Regions from separate parts of the Mus musculus genome. Here region 2 is linked to region 1. The links are chromatin contacts, called in public HiChIP or PLAC-seq maps. All regions are on one chromosome and are shown on one strand. The core of a region is the stretch at or near the end of the contact, and the rest is flanking DNA. Distances in the headings are between cores, read along the strand shown.

Region 1 (2,700 bases), core at 187-2,686:
GTTTTCTTTCCTTCCTGGGTGAGGGGTAGGAGGTTGGTTTGGTCTTTAGAGCCTCTGCCGCCTGAGCTGGGGTTAAAGGCTTGTGCCACTACGCCTGGATCAGGTCCTATTTTAATACATTTGTCTTGCCTGGCTCGTTATCTCTGAATTACTTAACAGCTATGTTTACTAGCCTGCCTGTTTCTCCCAGCTTTAAGCTCTCTAAAGGCAGTGCCTGTCTGCAGTAAAGTGTGCTCAGTGACCAGCAGACTGTCACGAGTGAACAGTAAATATCAATAAATATCAAGTACAGAGACTTCTCAGCTGGTGAGTGAGGAAAAGGCGTCTTAGCTTCCTTCCTTGAAAAAGATGTTGAAGGTCTGGAGAAATGGCTCAACAGTTAAGAGCACTGACTGCTCTTCCAGAGGTCTGAGTTCAATTCCCAGCAACCACATGGTGGCTCACAACCATCTGTAATGAGATCTGACTCCCTCTTCTGGAGTGTCTGAAGACAGCTACAGTGTACTCATATAAGAAAAACAAAAAAACAAACAAAAAATCCTAACATAAGCCGTGTTCGAAGCCAACCTGGACTATGTATGTATGTATGTATGTATGTATGTGTGTGTGTATGTATATATAAATTTATTTAAGGCCAGTTTGGTAAGCCCTGTCTCAGGCAAAACTAAAAACGCTATAATAAACCGGACCCGGCGACCGCGTCTGGAAGTCCTGCACCATGAACTCTTCGCAACAAATCCCGTCTCAAAAAGAAAAGGCGGCTACCGAGACTCTTTTAAGTTTCTATCATAACTTAGGCGGCCAGCGGCGAGACTCCCGGAAGGAGAGGAACGCCGTGCCCCGCCACAGGGCGGGTTGCCTCGGTTTTCCCAGTCATGGAGGCGGGAGCCCAAGGCCGCGGCGTCTGCAGCCTGCCGGAGGCCGCCGCTCGGCTTTTCTTCCCGCCTCCATGCGGCGCGGGCCGAGCCAAGGAGCGCGGGAGGCCCGGGGCGCCTCTCCCAACGCGCCCCGCGGAGGCGAGGGGAGCCTAACGCCCGGGCGCTCGGGACGCGCGCGACCGGAAGCGCGCGGCCGGCCCCACCCCCACCGCGCCCCTCCCCCACCGCCCGCCGAGCCGCGCGCGACCCCCGGCCGGCGCGTGGCCGCCATTGCGTCCCCGCCGGCGCCGCCTTCCCGCCCGGGCCGCCTCGCGCTCCGCCGCGCCCCACTCACCCGCGGGGCCGCCTGGCCGCTGCCCGGGGCAGGAAGCTCCACTCCCCCGTCCCAGGCGGCGCCGACTTTACTCCTCACTTGCCAGCCGCGCACCGCAGCGAGGTGGCGCGCGTCCCAGGGGTCGGCGGGGTGCGGGAGGAGAGCGTAACTCGAGAGCCAACCGTCGCGGCTACCGTTTCCCGGCCGCGAGGGGCGTCGCAGGCGGCATGATCCGCACAGGCCGGGGGCCGGGGCTGGGGGGGGGGGGGGGGGCGGCCGAGGAGTGCGCGGGAGCGTGGGGAGGGGCGTGGCCTGCGCGCCGGCGTGCTGCGTCACCGCGTGGTCACGTGAGCGCCGCCATCTTGGCGAGCTCGGGAGCGCGCGGGCCGCCACGGGGACGCTGGGGGAGCTCCGGGGATCTTGGGGCAATGGCGCGGGGTCCTGACCTCCCTCTCTCGCGGGCGGGACAGCTGACCCTCGGCTACCTGCTCTGTTTAAGTAACTGTAAAACCTTGCGCTGCCATCTTAGTGCTTCGGAAAGGACTTAGCATGTCCTTGTGGGGAGTTGACCTTCATACAGATGCCTTTATCTCAGCCTTGGCAAGGTTCTGCTAGGGCATCATAGCGGTTTGCTCGCTCGCTTGCTTGTTTTTAGCATGCCCTCTACAAAGTGCATTATCAAATGTTTTGAGAAGTTGTATTTGACACCTTCCCTCCTAATAACTGGGTGAGTGAAGACTTTGGTTTTGAGCCTTCAGAACATACGATGTGATGTAAAACTGAAGCGTTTAGAAGGGCTTATTAGACTCCAGGCACCGTGATTCAGCAAATATTGCCCAATAAAGCTAAGGCCGATGACTACCTTTAAATAGAAGTACTCGGGTTTTGACTGATTAGGCTAGTTACCCAACCTCTCTGGAGTCGCTATCAAATTTATGGAAATTGCCAGGCGTGGTCAGCTGTGCCTCTGACCCCAGCACTTTGGGTTGGCAGGCACAGTGCTATCTCTTATCTTCATAGAAAGTTCCAGGCCCGGCAAGGCTATACAAAGAAAGCCTGTCTTAAAAAACTATGGAAAGTACAACACTAAGTCAGAGTCTCAACATTATGGAAAGTGACCTACAAAGTAAGGTCGGGGGAAAGCTTGCAGATACCAGCCTGGCCTGAACAACAGGCCAGCAGCAGTCATTCCATCACCCATAGTGTTTTTAAAAGGGGTCCTTTTTTTGAGATTATATTATCATTTCTCTCTTTTCCTCCCTCCAAACCTTTATTTTTTCTTTTAAAGATATATATATGTGTGTGTGTGTGTGTGTGTGTGTGTGTGTACACACATATAAATATATATTTGGTTTTTCAAGACAGGGTTTCTCTGTATAGCCCTGGCTGTCCTGGAACTCACTTTGTAGACCAGGCTGGCCTTCAACTCAGAAATCCGCCTGCCTCTGCCTCCCAAGTGCTGGCATTAAAGGCGTGTGCCACCACGCCCGGCCTATATTTATTTTTTAT
Region 2 (2,700 bases), core at 18-2,517, 2.0 Mb before region 1:
TTGGGATTGCCACAGCAAGCCTCTCTTTCCCCTTCTCCTTTAGCTGATAATGGCTACCCAGAAAAGCCTTTCCCAGGAGGGGGATGCCTGGCCCCTAGGGTGACAGCAAGACCAGAGCTGAGTAATTCCAAAGTGGAAAATGTGATGTGATTCAGGGGCCCATTCCCCAGGTGCTGGCCACTCTGGGAGCGTTGCTGAGGATGGTCCTTTGGGCTAGTGCCTGGCCCAGCCCGTCCAATGAGCTTTCTCCTCTTCTGGAGTCGTGACCATCCCTGTGAGAGTGCATAGGACTTCACTTTTCTCTGGCTCTGTGCTCTGTGGTATAAAGTCAAACTATTGGCTTCCCTCTCTAGGTTCGAGAGCCTTTCAGCCTCGGTTTGTTTGGAGACAGAGAATATCCCTATTAGACACAGACTTTGGGCTTCTAGAGACCCAGCGTCAACAACATTCGTGGCGCATCTACCAGGCAGCCAGGCAGGCCTCGCTGGCTGAGCCAGACACACACCCTCGCCTGGGCTTTCTCCCTCACACCCAGCGCAAGGCTCCTCCCATCCCCCCTCCTCCCTAAAGTTCTTTCAGCCCTCCTCCCAGCCAGCCTCTCCCCCTCTAAATCCAAGTCTAAAGGTGGGGACGATATTGGCAGCGAGAGACCCACGCGCTTTAACTCCTGGAGTCAACTTCAGGCAGAATGAGAGGGAGGAAGCCTGTGAACCCAATTCGTAGCACCTTCATCGTAACCCCCACTAGTTAAACCAGTTTGCTCCTAGGCCATAGGACAGAGAAGGCCAGAGGAAGGGATACTGCTTTGACCTGCAGGTGGAGGTTAACTAAGAAAAGGGGACAGTGCCTTCTCCTCTGGTATACTCCTGCCCCATCACTCCACGTCTTGGCAGTGTCCAAGTCTCTCACTGCCTACCCTGGGAGGTACCAGAGACCGGCCTGGCAGAATACAGCGTGGCTAAAGACAACTCAGTCTCCCCAAATGGCTGGAAGGGGGATAGCGCCAGAGAGAAAGGGTTGGCATCATGGAGCCCAGGACACTGACCTCTGCCAGCTCTGCCCGGCCTCCCGGGGATGGAGCCACGGAAGCCTAGCAAATGGGAGGGGCAGAGACCCAGGCGTCCTGGGCCGCCCCGCCCAGTCCTCCCCCCCCCCAGCCACCACCCCCCCCAGCCCCAGGGCACCGAGGAGGGAGCCGGGCAGGGGCAGGCGGCAGGGGAGGGAGGAGCGAGGGCGGGAGGAGGAGGAGGGAGCCAGGCAGGGAGGGAGGTGGGGGGGGTAGGGAGGGAGAAAAAGAAAGAAAATATTTTCCGTGTCCCCGCCTGCGGAGTCAGTGTGCGGTTTGGGAGAAAATGTGTCGGATATTTTGGGGCGGTCACGTGGGCGGGCGGGCTCCGAGAGGCCCCGGGATTGTCCCAGCCTAGAGCCGTGCCCCCCTGAAGCCCCCCATTACCGCGAGTCACTAACACCGCGGTGCTCCATCCCCGAGACCGCCCGACGCCGGGACCTCGGGGCTCTGCGGCCTTCCTTCCCCCGCCCTCCCCTCCAGGTGAGTCAGGCGGGGAAGCCGGCTCGCCCGCCTGGCCGCCCTCCGGCCGCGGACGCCGGGGCTCCTCTGCTGAAATGAGCCAGGGGCGGGGGCGTCGGGAGCCTTGGGGTCCTTTCCCTCCGGGGGTGGCCAAGCTGTTAGCCGAGCTTATGCGGAGGCTTCCTGCCCCAAGTTGGGGTCAGTCGTGACCCGGGAAGAGAAAGGGGAGATTTTTTTTTAGACAGACTGAGGATGGGCCGGGTTGTCTGCCCTTGATTTTGGTGAGTATTGAAGGAGAGCATTTAGGAAAGTCTTGGGCAAGCGAACCAATGTTCCTGTACTCGGAATGTCAGAGAAGACGGGTTTTCCTCCTCTGGGAAAGGATGGCATTCTTCCACCGGAGTGGGGCGGGGGCATACTGAAGGGTGGATCTGATGGTCCAAGTACCCTTTCTCCAGTGGATTGGCAGGGCTCTGTATGGGGACTAGGAAAGCTCTAGCAAGTGTCTAGGTGGGTAAAGTGGTCTGTGGAGTTTGGACTGCAGAACCTGGATTCTCTCTGATCTATCCCTTACTGCACAAGTGAGCCAATGAAGGGGAGCTCTTTTAGAATATTCTCAAGGGGAGGCCCCAGTGGAACAAAGCTAGAGTTATAACGCCCGGACAGGTTCAGGAGAGCCCCTGTCCTGGAGTGCCACTGACAGCGCCTCTTTCCTTTCCAGCAGTTTCCACCAGGTCCCTCACCTCAGCCTGGCCCAGTATGTAGGAGGGACTCTCTGCAGAGGCCAGAGGGTAAGAATATGCTTAGTTGGTGGTCATGGGGATGGGGCAGCAGGGATGTCTGTCTCGGGGAGGGAACTCAAGGACAAAATGCTCAAATAATTCCCTCTTGTAGGGCTTAAACCCGGGGCAGTTGGGATCCTACTCCTCAAATTTGAGGCTTCTGCCCTTATGGTTATTCTTCGGGTACTGAGTTAGGGTTTGAGGACCACAGCCATTGTCAGTAAGGATACTTAGAGGGGGTCAAGGGGAGTGTGTGTCCAGGGTGCTCGGAGCTTGGTTATCCCAACACACACACACACACACACACACACACACACACACACACACACACACAGTGGCTTAGAACTGGTAGGCAGCATAGGACACGCCCCCCCAACCCCGGGGCACACC

What was found. HiChIP or PLAC-seq counts read pairs in DNA pulled down with a chosen protein or histone mark.
Region 2: an H3K4me3 HiChIP or PLAC-seq map of embryonic forebrain shows a contact between it and region 1, with 4 times the contacts expected there. The contact joins the promoter of Rarg here to the promoter of Atf1 in region 1. A contact is called at or near these places in 1 of 39 promoter capture datasets (the SN4741 cell line) and 1 of 115 datasets of contacts at active chromatin or transcription factors (embryonic forebrain).

Annotation. Positions count from the first base shown.
Region 1 is chr15:100,226,595-100,229,294 of GRCm38.p6, reverse strand. Atf1 (activating transcription factor 1) reads right to left here and starts at 1,436. Exons shown (of 7, transcript NM_007497.3): 1 at 1,213-1,436.
Region 2 is chr15:102,256,089-102,258,788 of GRCm38.p6, reverse strand. It overlaps Rarg (retinoic acid receptor, gamma), which reads left to right and starts at 1,267. Exons shown (of 10, transcript NM_011244.4): 1 at 1,267-1,549; 2 at 2,250-2,319.